Linked DNA regions of Sus scrofa: regions 2 and 3 are each linked to region 1. A link is a contact called in public HiChIP or PLAC-seq and promoter capture Hi-C data. All regions are on one chromosome and are shown on one strand. The core of a region is the stretch at or near the end of the contact, and the rest is flanking DNA. Distances in the headings are between cores, read along the strand shown.

Region 1 (4,271 bases), core at 1,324-3,823:
TTGTGCCTTCTATTTGTCCTACCTGTTTCTTTTTTTCTCTTTCCTCCCTTTAAGTTTTTTTCCTCCCATTTTCCCCTCTAATAGTTTGGAGTTAATCATCTTTATTCTTTTGGTGGCTACCTATGAGACAACTTGTATACCTAACTTTTCAAAATTTAATGCTTGTCAATACTGCCACCTTCTTCTTCTTTTTTTGTCTTTTTGCTATTTCTTGGGCCACTGCTGCGGCATATGGAGGTTCCCAGGCTAGGGGTCTAATTGGAGCTGTAGCCACCAGCCTACGCCAGAGCCACAGCAACGCGGGATCCGAGCCTCGTCTGCGACCTACACCACAGCTCACGGCAACGCTGGATCTTTAACCCACTGAGCAAGGGCAGAGACCGAACCGGCAACCTCATAGTTCCTAGTCGGATTCGTTAACCACTGTGCCACGACGGGAACTCCCTGCCACCTTCTTAAACACAGGCTGTACCTGTGGCATGTGAAAGTTCTCTGGCTAGGGATCAAACCCGAGCCACAGCAGGGACCTGAGCTGCTGCAGTGACAACACCAATCCTCACCCAGCTGTGCCACAAGGGAAATCCAGCAAAACTTTAACTCCAGCCACTCCTCATAAATGTACTTTTATAAATGTCGGGTATGTTTACTGCTGTTTTCTAATACCCCATATCTGGAAATTAGCATTCTCAACTCTCTATAAACATCAAACACACAAGAAAGGGAGAGAGGCTTCTGGACCCCCAACAATGATCAAAGAGAAGCCAGTCAACAACAATAAAAAGTTTGCTCAACTATAAAGCCAAACTATCCAGCTTATAAATAGCAACTGAAATTTGCTTACTGTGTATTCATTCACCTTTCAACCTTTTTTTTTTTTTTTTTTTGCTTTTTAGGGCCAAACACCATGGCATATGGAAGTTCCCAGGCTAGGGTTCCAGTCGGAGCTACAGCTGCTGGCATACACCATAGCCACAGCAACGCCAGCTCTGAGCCAGGTCTGCAACCTACACCACAATTCATGGCAACACCAGATCCTTAACCCACTGAGCAAGGCCAGGGATGAAACCGCATCCTCATGGATACTAGTCAGATTCGCTTCTGCTGTGCCACAATGGGAACTCCCTCACCTTTTAACTTTCTCAAATTTTAATTAAATGAGTGAATGAATAAAATCCTACTGCAGCTTTAATCCCTAACTTGATAGCTTTTATCTTCCTGTACACCAGACAGCCAAAATTTGCAAGGTTTTGGAGTCTGCTTGGGGCACAGTGGGTTAAGGATCTGGCTTGGGCTGTAGTGCAGGTTCAATTCCTAGCCCAGGAACTTCTGCATGCCAAAAAATAGTGCAGCCAAAAAATAAAAAAATATGAAATCTGAAAGGTTTTGATTTAGCAACAAATAGCAAGTGCTCATTCTCTCCATACCAAGCATTAGGACTAGGTGTGTAACATGCATTACATCACATAATTTAATCCCCTTACATTGTTATCCCATTTTACAGTTGAAGTAAATTATTCTTAACTTCGACCCGAGGTCACTCAATTCCAAAACTTTACAAAACTGTCCACGGAACGGCGGAAGATGAGTAGTGGTTCAGAAGCTTCAAGTTCTAGGCTCAGACACTTAGCTTCAAAATGGGGATGAGGTGGGTGGGGGGAAGCCTTTTGGGAAGATACCTGCTGGGATCCAAGATCCGTTGAAAGGATTAAACCTCATTATAGAAGTGAAAGTGCTTTACCAACTCTTCTCTCCTTACTAAGTGCCAACCCAAACTAGCTACCAGGCCACACAATCCGATTAAAAAGTTGAACAACGAGAGTTCTGGGGAAACCGCACGTGGTGCTACTAGGACTTCTGATTCTGAGGCTAGCGCCTCGCAGGAGTCTTTCCTGCATTCCAGTCTGGGTTCAGGGTCATTCCGCATTTCCCACAGCCTCCAAACACCAAAAGGTCCTTTAATCTGTGGCACATGTAACTCGCGGCGGGTACCAGGCATGGACGCCTGGAGACCTCCTTCTCCTGAACATCATCAGTAGGGAAGTGGGGTAGGGGAGGATGATCCAAATCCAGCGTTCCACTAGCGACCCCCACAAAAGGAAAATAAAGCACATGGAGCCAAGTTTTCTCACCTAACTTTCTACTCTTTCCCACGTGGGTTGCTCTTGGTCTTTCTCCCAGGTCGGGTTCTGCCCCTGAGCTCACCGCACGCCTCTGGCCGGGAGCACAGACTGCTACAAAGCACCCCTTTCACAGCAGTTGGGAACCTGAGGCTTCCAGAGTTCTAACCTCGGACCAGAAGAAAAGGCAGAGCTTGGGACTGCGCGGCCGCCGGAGCTCTAAGCCGGGGCGGGTTGGGCGAGACCGCGCACGTTCTCAGCCCCGGACAACTAGTGAAAGAACCGAACCCGAGTCTCCCACTTCCCGGCCCTTAGGCCAAGCGCACGCTCTTACCATGGCTGCGGTGCCGATGTGTCCGTCACTCCTCTAGGAGCACAGGAGACGTCAGAGCGCGAACGTTCACCACCGCGGAAAATTGTAGAGGAGTGGAAATGGCCTCGCGCGCGGCAGGAAGCGGAAGTGACGTCACCAAGAGGCGGGGTCACGCTCCTTAAGGGGCCCCGGCGGGGAAAGAGTTGAGTTCTGGCCGAGGGATCACATTTTGCTTTTAAAAAATCATGTTCTAAAAAAGAAAAAGTTGTCATTCTACTATACATACTTGGCAGAAACAGTGAATTGAACATTTCTAAAAAAAATCAAAGAGTTTCAATGGAGTCGTCGTTCCATTGCTAGTTTATTTTTGAGCACATTCTTTTGTTTTTTGTTTTTTGTTTTTTTTTGCTTTTTAGGGCCGCACCCGCGGCATATGGAGGTTCCGGGGCTAGGGGTCCAATGGGAGCTATAGCTGCTGGACTACGCCACAGTCATAGCCACATCAGACCCGAGCCGCGTCTGTGACCTACACCACAGCTCAAGGCAACGTGGGGATCCTTAACCAACTGAGCGAGGCCAGGGACTGAACTGGCAACCTCGGATTCCTTTCCACTGTGCCACTACGGGAATTCCTCTTGTGCTTTTAAAATCATATTTTTGACCCTATACCGGTAAAGGAAATTTATGGAGATAATGATGGATAATCCTAAATGTTTTTCTTTTTATCTTTCTTTCTTTTTGGCCGCACTGCAGCACGTACAAGTTCCTGGGCCGGGGATGGAACATGTACCACAGCAGTGGCCTGAGCCTTTGCAGTGTTAATGCTGCCTCTTAGCCTGCTGAGCCACAAGGGAACTCCCCTAAATGTTTTTCTTCATATTCAGATGTCCTTGTTGAAATTTCTGGTTGGGGACTTCCTTGATGGCTCAGCGAGTTAATTAGGATCTGGCATTGTCCCTGCTGCGGCTTGGTTCAATGCTGTGGCACAGGTTCCATCTCTGGCCCAGGAATTCCCACATGCCCTGGGTGCAGCCAAAAAAAAAAAAAGAGTTCCCCTTGTGGGTCAGTGGTAATGAACCCGAATAATATCCATGAGGACTCGGGTTTGATCCCTGGCCTTGCTCAGTGGATTAAGGATCTGGCAGTGTGGTGAGCTGTGGTGCAGGTCGCATAAGCATCTTGGATCTGGCATGGCTGTGGCCAAGGCCCACAGCTCCAACTCTGATTCAACCCCTAGCCTGGAAACTTCCACATGCCGCAGATGAAGAGTGGAGTCCATCAGAAATGGAGTCTATTGAGTAGGGAATTCAGGAAGAAAAGCAGATTTGAGGATGGGCTTGCATTTCTGTCGGGTTGAATTTGATAATGTCTCGGACGCCCATTTTCTTCTGGCCTAGCACGCTGCTCTTTTCGTTATGCTGCTCCAGATCTCCATGTTTTAAAGGCTAGGCTCATGCCTCACCACCTCCAAGAGGTCCTTCCCCATACTTATGGCCCTTACTCCTCTCTCTTCACCTGATGCCAGGCATATCTTGGGACCATTTGGATCCAGCCAAAACTAGAGCATTATAATGGACCAGTTCCAGCTTATTCCTTTGGAAACCTAGAGGTAGGGACCTGTCAGGACCCTTAGGAATCTTGCAGATCAACCCCTTCATTTTACAGATACTAAGGCTCAGAGAGGGGAAACTGCTTGTCCACAGTCACAGGATGAAGAAGGGGCAGAGCCAGAACTGAACCCTGGAATTGTTGGCTATTGGGTTGGGTTACTTCCACCACATCTGGTTGCTCTGCTTGAAAACCCACCAGGATAGGTTTAAATCAGCTCCAGGGAGTTCCCA
Region 2 (4,158 bases), core at 917-3,416, 190 kb after region 1:
GCCCCAGAAGCTGTAGACTTCCTCCCAAGTGTGAGCCTGGGGTTCTGGAAGCGGCCACCAGGGTAAAGCTGGCATCGTAAGTTCTAGCAGGTTGGGTCAAACTCAGGGCTGACCCTAGGGTACAGGTGCCAAAGAATCAGGACAATCCAGGCTATTTCTTAGAATTACCTTGTGCGAAATCCCAAAGGGTCAGTTGGTTACTCATTGCTGTCATTGGCATCAGTTTAAAAGCAGAACGACTCTGAGAGCAAGTATTAAATACAACATACAGCCACAAATTAGGCATCCTCCCACTTGATCCTTCTCCTAGATTCATTTTGGCTGATGGTGGCTTCCCCATGCTTAAAGAAAAACGCCTACTCAGGGTGCCCAACCCCTCAAAGGCACATAGCTCAGGCTTTGAGGGCTGCCAAAGATAGTCTGATTTTAAGCCAAATGCGAACACGCCATAGGATCCCATGTAGTCCGAACCCTGTGTCTGCAGCGCCTATAGTTCTGCAGGATGAGCCCGGGAGCAGCTTGACTCTCAGTAAAGAAGCAGGTGGGACCAGGGGAGAGGAGCCGAATTCAACCTCCAAGCCTCTGCCTGAGGGCAGCCTCCTGTCCCCTCCATCGCTACTGCTGCTCAGGGCCGGCCGTCTTGGTGGTCACCAGCTCAGTGGAACCCAGCTCCGTGGCTGGCACAGGGACGCTGTGGGCAGGTGGGGTGGTGGCTGAGTCTTCGCTGGGTGGAAGCCAGATGGGAGCAGTGGCATCCAGGGTTCCAGGAGAGGGGACGATGTCATTATCCAGGGGCCCTGGTTGGGGGGTGGGGGGGTGCAGGGTCAGGATTGGGTCACAGCCTTCCGCCATCCCGTTTCTGGAACCTCCCCGGAGAGAGAGCCCTCCGACTTCTGAGAGAAGTCAGGCGAGGAAGCCCCTAGGCGGCGGTGGGGAGGGGGAGGGTGGCACATGATGGGCCCTCGGGACCGGAAGTGCTGGGAGGGTTTGCGCAGTGGCAGTGCTGACACTGGGAGAGGAGGCGTGGGGGTCAGTTTGGCCTTCCCGGAGCGAGGGCAGGACGACCCCTCCCTCCCCCGGGCCCCCAGCCCGCGTCTTCCTCACTCAGGCGCTCACCAGGCCGGGACCCTGGGCAGGGCCGCTGCTCCCCGCTCAGCCTGAGATCTCAGACGGCGCCCCTCGCCGCCCCCTCCATCTGCCTGGCTTCAGACCCCCTTCCCAGGGCCCCTAGCCCGCCAGGGCCATGTGTCCCCTCCGACGGCCCCCGTCCCCCAGGGCCGGACCTTCCCGGGCTGGACAGTGCCTCTCGGTTCCTCTAGACGGGGAACGTACCGTCCTGGTCTCCGTCCAGGGCTTCCGGGGCCTCCGGGGCAGCCGAGGCGCGGGGCCGTTGCCTGCGGCGCCTCCAGCTCACCAGGCCCAGCAGGACCAGGGCCAGCGCCAGGCCCAGCAGCGCGGGGGCGCCCAGGAGCAGCGCCGGGAGTGGCAGCGCGGCCTCGGCCTCGGCGGCCCCGGGCCCCACCGACTCCTGCGGCTGCAGCGCCGTCCCGGGAGCCAGGCTGCTCGGGCCGCCTGCTGGAGGGGACGGAGAGGGAGGTCAGGGGCAGAGGGGAGGGAAGAGAGGGTAGGGGAAGGTCGGAGGGAGGAGAGGCTGGGACGGGAGGGGAGGGACAGCCGGTGGGGGGGGGGGAGCAGGAGGGGCCACGGCCGCGCGCAGGCTCCAGCCCGCAGCCCGCATGGCTGAGCCACTCAGGCTCCAGCCCACAGCCCCCCGTTAACTGATGCCCCAGCCCGGGTCCTGGGCAGGTGCGGGCCATGCCTGCGGCTCTGGCGGGGCACGAGCCTCGGTGGCAGGACCCTCCTTCCCTCCACCAGGGCTGCCCTGGCGCTCCAACGGCCAGAGCCGGGTAACGCTTACCCGGTCCAGGATCGGGCGTGCGGAGGAGGCTGCAGGCCACGCAGTTGCGCACCAGCAAGTCGAAGCACTGGGTCTGCAGGCACTGCGTGGGGACCGGCCCGTCCCTGCCCCTCAGACTCCTCGCCCTTCGCCTCATGCTGCCAAAGCCCAGGCCTGTCTGCACACCCTGCCGGGACAGAGTCTGGCCTCTGCTGCCCCACGGGGAAGAAACCGGGAGGGGCCGCCACCCACTCCGCCCCGCCCCGCCCTCCTGCCTGCTGGGGTGGGACGGGGTGGGACCACTCTTAGCCAGGGCCTCAGCACCCCAGACCTTCTATCTGTGGTTCCTCCATTCAGCCACTCAACCATCACCCCCAGACAACCACGGGGCGGGCTCCCTGCTGGGCACTGGGACAAGGCTGGGGCTCAGACAAGGGCCCGCCCTTGGGGAGCAGAGGATGGGTCCCTGAAGAGGACACAGACCTCGGGGAGGCCTCTTCTGCCCTGCCCCCCAAGGCCAGCCCATAGGCCCAGGTGCTCCCCACCAGCCATCTCCCCCCAGCTGCCTCCTCTGGGAAGCTCTCCTGCCCTTCTCCCGCAGAGCTGGTCAGTTCATCGAAGACATCCTGAGGGCCCCCACATGGTACCAAGCCCCAGGGGACTCACACTGGTGGTGGTGATGGGGGAGACGACACCTCACAGCATGGCATCAGTGAAGGTGGTACCACAGGGCACGGGAAGGCTTTGTGGAGGAGATGATAAGGTGTTTGCTGGCTGAACTGAGGTCGCAGGGGGCGGGGGGCACCCAGGGTGAGCAAGGGGCCTGGGGGCCAAATACGAAGGCCAGGGAATGCTGGAACCAGAGGGCCGGGCTGGGGCCTTAACTGAGAGAAGCTCGGATTCTGGCCAGAAGGGCACTTGAGAGCCATGCAGGGAGTGACACAGTCAGAACCGCTGGCTGGAGTGGAGGGCACAGACCGGGGGCAGCTCGGTCTCCAGATCCTAAGCAGGAGGGAGGCTCAGATCAACAGATGAGCAGACAGACCCAGGCCCAGTAGGCACTAAGTGGGCAGCCCACCCACCCCACCTCCTCCTCCCAGGGCTGTGTGTGTCCTGGCCTGCTCGCCTGTGTCTCTGTGGGGCCTCTTCTGTGTGTCTCCACTCGCCAGTGTTTGGGGAAGCCCCACCTGTCTCTCACACTGAGTGTCAGGCGGACACTCAAGCCCCCTGGGCCTTCCTGGACTTCCGCTGCCCCCTCCCCCGGGGCAGGGGCTGGCAGAGAGCCTCAGCATGGACCACGGGCTTAGAGCCTCATGGTGGGCCTGGCCAGACCCTGGGGCACTCAGGGCTGGGGGTGTACAGCGGAAGGACTGACAGTCCCTGGGGCACGGAGGGGGCTTAGGGGCTGGAGTAGATCTTCAGCAGCTCAGAGGGGAGGGGAAACTTCTAGGCAGAGGGCAAAAGCAGGAGCTGGGAAAGTGGAAGCCGACTCTGGGGACAGGCCTGGCCCCTGCCTCCAGAGGTGCTGCCGAGGGAGAGAGACTGAGGCTGCAGCTGGGCGGGCCAGGCCGCAAGCCATAAGCCCTGGGCAGTGAGGAGCCCCAGGAGGTACCTGAGTGGGGGAGAGGGTCTGAGCTGTGCCTTTGAAGGGACGTTCCCCCTGCTGTGGGGTTGGAGACAGGGTGAGTGGAGTAGCAAGGAGGCTCCCCCATGACTCAGGGCCAGGGAGCAGCCAGCAGCTGTTTAGGAGGGAGGAGTGATGCTATGGAGTGAGGGGAGCAAGGCCGGCCCCCAGGTTTCTGGCTCCGAGGACACGAGGACTCACACAGAACCTCGAGCCGGCTGGCCTTGAGCCGCCCTGGCCCACTGCCTCTCCGTCCCCTGCCCACGGGCCAGCAACTCCGTAGCAGGAAGGTGTAGGCGGTGGGGCAACTGCAAAGGAGAAGTGGGTCCGGGGCGGTGGGTGTGGGTGTGAGTGGGGGTGTGTGGTGAGGGGGTGGGGGAGCCAGGGGCCTGCCAGGAGCCAAGGCAGGGAAGGGCCTCCTTAGGGCAGAGGGGTGGGGGCAAGGCCTAAAGACTGGGCCCCTGTCCCCCCCCCCATCGCTACTGGTCCTGTTCTCACCCGCGACCCTCAGGGCGGCAGGGCCCTTACCACACATGCGGCATCTCTTCACCCCCAGCCAGATGTTCAGGCCAAGTGGGCTGGGTCTTGGGACCCTGGAGGGGGAGCCTGTCCCCGGGAGAGGGGAGGCCACTCACAG
Region 3 (4,195 bases), core at 1,247-3,746, 210 kb after region 1:
ACTTTAGCAATTAAGAGACAATCATTTTCTTGCTCACAACTCATTGGCCAGAATCAGTCACAGGGTTCCAATAACCATAAAAGGTCGAAAAGTGCAATCCTGGGAGTTCGCTTTGTAGCTCAGTGGTGACAAACCTGACTAGTACCCATGAGGATCCTGGTTAGATTCCCAGCCTTGCTCTGTGGGTTAAAGGATCCGGCGTTGCTGTGAGCTATGGTGTAGGTCAAAGATGAGGCTTGGATCTGGCATTGCTGTGGCTATGGGATAGGCCAGGGGCTGCAGGTCTGATTGGACCCCTAGCCTGGGAACTTCCTTATGCCACAGGTGTGGCCCTAAAAAAAAAAAAAAAAAAAAAAAAAAAAGTGCAATTCTGCTTCCTGCCAAATGCTCCAAATAGCAGAGAACTGGAAATATCTGGCAATGGAATGAACAGATGACTTTATGGGTGGTTTGCTTTTCCTGCCTAAAAGTCTGAAGAGTTATTTACTCTTGAGGTTCAATGACTTAGGTAAGCTATAACTTGCAGGAAGTGTTCTGTATCCACCTTTCCTGCAATAAGATATACGTACCCTGGGAATAGTTTTCTTCTATTACACTTTGAACTCTTTTGCTGTGACCTTCTCAAATCTTTCGTCTTTGTAAATAATTAAGTTTTCAACCAAGTCTTCTCTACTCCTTGTTGTTTCTATATATTTATTAGATAGATCTTATATGGTATTCTTTTTGATCTTTTTTTGCCCTTAGCTCTGAAACCTCTCTTTTCCTCTCATTCTGTTGTGTTATCACTTGGCTTTGAATGCGTCTTTTAAAAATCCGCATTCTTATTAAATGTCTCAGTGGCAAAAAGCACTCAAAAAGACTTGTTCTCCTCTTTCCAGAGGGGTTTCCTCTTCCGATTTTTGCATGCCATGTGACTTGCTCTTTTTTGGCAATGGTTTCCATGACACTTCTTTCCGTCTCGCTCAAGGTAGGCAACTGTGCCCATATTTTCCATTTACTCTGATGCTAATTAAACTACTTTTGTTTTTAATCCTTTCCTATTTCTGAGCTATGGGTTTGAGGTTTGTGGTTATGTGTTTGATGTTCTACAGCCTAAGAGCCTGGCAAGATAGGCAGAGCACAGATGGACCTATGAACAATCTTTATTTCAAGGGGAAGGTTATGTTCTTATTCTAACTAGTAAGGGGGCATTTCCAATTCCCATACAGGAAATACCCTCTAGATCAGGATCATTCTCCTTCAGTATAGAGCCCTGGAGCTATCTTTCTATCAGGAGAATAACACCCACACACATTCAGTCACTTGACTCCCCTCAGCAGCTGTTTCTACTCTTTTTCATTTAGAAAAAGGAAACAAAATAAACTTTTCAGTCAGCTTTTCTCCAAATTTGGGGGTTGTGTGAGCATCTACTTGGTACCACGTACTGGTCAAGGCACTGGGGAATCCCCAGGGAGCGAACGTCAAAGTCCCTGTCCTCAAGGGGGCTGACCTTGGGGTCCCTCAGGGTGGCAGACTGTTAACAAGTAAACAAACCAGAGAACAAGGAAATTTCTTACGGTGCCAAGTGCTAGAGAAAAGTAGAACAAGTGTGTGACAGAGAGTGGTGTAGGATACCTTAATCGGGGCCAGATCACGCGTTAGGGCGCCCAGAGGTTGGCGCCCGCCTCTCTGGCGGTCCCCTCACCCCCACCTCGCTCTCCCTCGCGCCCAGGTCAGCGATCGGACACCCTGGGCATAAGGTTACTTACACCTTCAGCTCCGAGGCACAGTCCTCCTTGAGCATCGAATCGGCCAGCTGCTGCAGAAGAGCATCCTCTGTGCCCACCAGCTGCGCAGAGAGCAAAGGCGACGGACTGATACCAGGGCATAGCAGTCCCGCTAGAGGGCCTGGGGATCAGGCCACAGACTCAAGACAGCTGCACCCCAAGATTCCGGCTCCAGCACGCGAGGCGCCCTTTACCGAGACGACTACAGAAGGCACGGGTGAGGATCAGAGGTTGGCACCTGCTCCGGTCCTGTCCGGTCTGCACTCACGACCTCTCCGGACCCTCCCTCGGATGGCCTCGTCTCTCCGGGAGGCCAGACCCCGCCACGCAGGAAAACCAAGTCTTGGACACCTCACACCCCGCACCCCGCCGCGCGCGGTCTCCCCGCCCATCCGTCCCACCAATCAGAAACTGGGAAAGAGTCTGCCGCGCACTTATTGGTGGACACGTCCCTCGGCCTCAAGAGGACCGCTATTCCGATTGGTTCAGAGCGTGACTCTCCCGCCCACCACACCCCTGCCAGAATAGCCCGCGCCAGGCACCTCGGAGAGCTCGGAGAGCGGAGGCGCAGCTTAGGAGGAAGGGCGGGCGGGGGAGTCGCGGCTGTTGACGCCTACCAATATGGTGGCCGTGTTCAGGCCCGGCAGCTTGTCCATCGGCCGCAACACCGACATCGCAATGACAGGCGAACCGCCGCTCCCGCGGTGCGCGCCGGGCTTTCAAACCGCCCGGTGTTCCGCCTCTACTGCGAGACCAAGGGTCACGTGACATTTCCCGGGCGGGGCTTCTTGGGGGCAGGACGAGGCCTCCTTAAAGGAACCGCTACCTGCTTTTCTGAGGGGGACGTTCCAGCGCTGGCCCTGGGCACATAAAGCGCTCCCTGAGCGAGAGGACTTTTATTTCAGTCCTGGGAGAAAGAAGACATTCAGTGATTCATTCATTCATTTTCGTTCATTCATCCTGCATTTGTAGTACTCCTGATGCCTTCCAAACCTGTCCTTCCCTCATCTTCTCCATCTCTATTGTGCAGCTGTTCCGAGCAAAACCTTGGGTCATTCTTGGCTCCTCTTCTCTGCACCTCCCATCCAATCTGTAAGCAAGCCTGTGGGTTCTGTTCTTAAAAGACAGCTGGGGGGTTTTGTTGTGGCGCAGCAGAAATGAATCCAACTAGTATCCACGAGCTTGTGGGTTCTATCCCTGGCCCCGCTCAGTGGCTTAAGGATCCGGTGTTGCTGTGAGGTCTGGTGTAGGTCGCAGACCTGGCTTGGATGTGTTGCTGCTGTGGCTGTGGCGTAGGCCAGCCGCTGGAGCTCCGATTGGACCCCTAGTCTGAGAACCTCCTTATGCCGCGGGTGTGGCCATAAAAAGCAACAAGAACAAGAAAGAAAGGAAGGAAGAAAGAAAGAGGCATCTAGAAGCTGACCATCTCTCACCACCCCCACTCCCCCACCAGGATAAGCCCCAGTTATTTCTCTTCCAGTCTATTCTAACAGCCTTCTCACTGTCTCCCTGCTACCACCCTGGTCTCCAAGGCTACTAGCTATTCTTCACGCAGCAGTCAGAGTTATCCTTTCAAAACAAATCAAAGCAGATACTTCTCTGGTCAAAACCCACCAATAGTTCCCCTTTCACTCAGAGTATACTGCAAAAGCCTTACATGGCCTTTGAGACTCGTGTGATCTTCTGCTCTTTTCCCTGCAATGTCAGCTCCAGGACCTCCGCCGCCCAGGGTTCCCTCTGGCTGAAATGCTCTTCTCCCAAATAGTCATTTTGTTTATTTCCTATCTTTGTGTTTCTGCTGCAATGTCACTTTATCAGAGGGGAGTTTCTTTTTTTCTTCTTTCTTTTGCTTTTTTAGGGCTGCAGGTGAAGCATATGGAAGTTTCCAGGCTAGGGGTCGAATCAGAGCTGCCTCTGCCAGCCTGTACCACAGCCACAGCAACACAGGATCCGAGCCACAGCTACGCCACAGCTCACAATAACGCCAGATCCTTAATCCACTGAGTGAGGCCAGGGATCATTCCCACATCCTCACAGAGACTACATCAGGTCTTTAACCCACTGAGCCACAATGGGAACTCCAGGAGGAGCCAGTTTAGGTCAGAGGAGAACCTGCTAAGAAGGTGATGAATGAGTGAAAGAGGAGCCCGTTAAATGCAGTGAAGAGGACTCAGGCAGAAGGAGCAGCAAGTGCTAAGACCCCAAGCAGGGAGCATTGCTGACACTTCTGAGGGGCAGCAAGGAGGCCCGTGGCTAAAGCAGGTGGAGGTGAGGCTAGAGGAGGGATCGAGGGTCAGGTGACTGAGGCCCTTAGAGAGTCTAGGAAAGACTTTGGACACTGGTCAGCATTTTCCAGGAGGGGCTGAGCTGAGACCTATTCAACCAACTTGTGCTGAGTGCCTGTCTTGGGCCAGGCCTAGTGCCCGGGA

Evidence for each region. Promoter capture Hi-C pulls out the DNA fragments that hold promoters and counts their contacts. HiChIP or PLAC-seq counts read pairs in DNA pulled down with a chosen protein or histone mark.
Region 2: a promoter capture Hi-C map of fetal skeletal muscle shows a contact between it and region 1, with 4 times the contacts expected there. The contact joins the promoter of TNFRSF13C here to the promoter of SNU13 in region 1. A contact is called at or near these places in 2 of 5 promoter capture datasets (fetal skeletal muscle and liver), 4 of 47 Hi-C or Micro-C datasets (adipose tissue, liver, mesenteric adipose tissue and 1 more) and 1 of 2 datasets of contacts at active chromatin or transcription factors (skeletal muscle).
Region 3: a contact with region 1 is called in an H3K27ac HiChIP or PLAC-seq map of skeletal muscle. The contact joins the promoter of CENPM here to the promoter of SNU13 in region 1. A contact is called at or near these places in 3 of 5 promoter capture datasets (fetal liver, fetal skeletal muscle and liver), 2 of 47 Hi-C or Micro-C datasets (blood and mesenteric adipose tissue) and 2 of 2 datasets of contacts at active chromatin or transcription factors (alveolar macrophages and skeletal muscle).

Annotation. Positions count from the first base shown.
Region 1 is chr5:6,889,316-6,893,586 of Sscrofa11.1, reverse strand. SNU13 (small nuclear ribonucleoprotein 13) reads right to left here and starts at 2,573. Exons shown (of 3, transcript NM_001190226.1): 1 at 2,452-2,573. The coding sequence starts at 2,454.
Region 2 is chr5:6,697,820-6,701,977 of Sscrofa11.1, reverse strand. It overlaps TNFRSF13C (tumor necrosis factor receptor superfamily member 13C), which reads right to left and starts at 2,166. Exons shown (of 3, transcript XM_021091440.1): 1 at 1,919-2,166; 2 at 1,333-1,572; 3 at 1-797. The coding sequence starts at 2,054. The coding sequence ends at 616.
Region 3 is chr5:6,676,053-6,680,247 of Sscrofa11.1, reverse strand. It overlaps CENPM (centromere protein M), which reads right to left and starts at 2,496. Exons shown (of 6, transcript NM_001159305.1): 1 at 2,384-2,496; 2 at 1,749-1,828. The coding sequence starts at 2,440.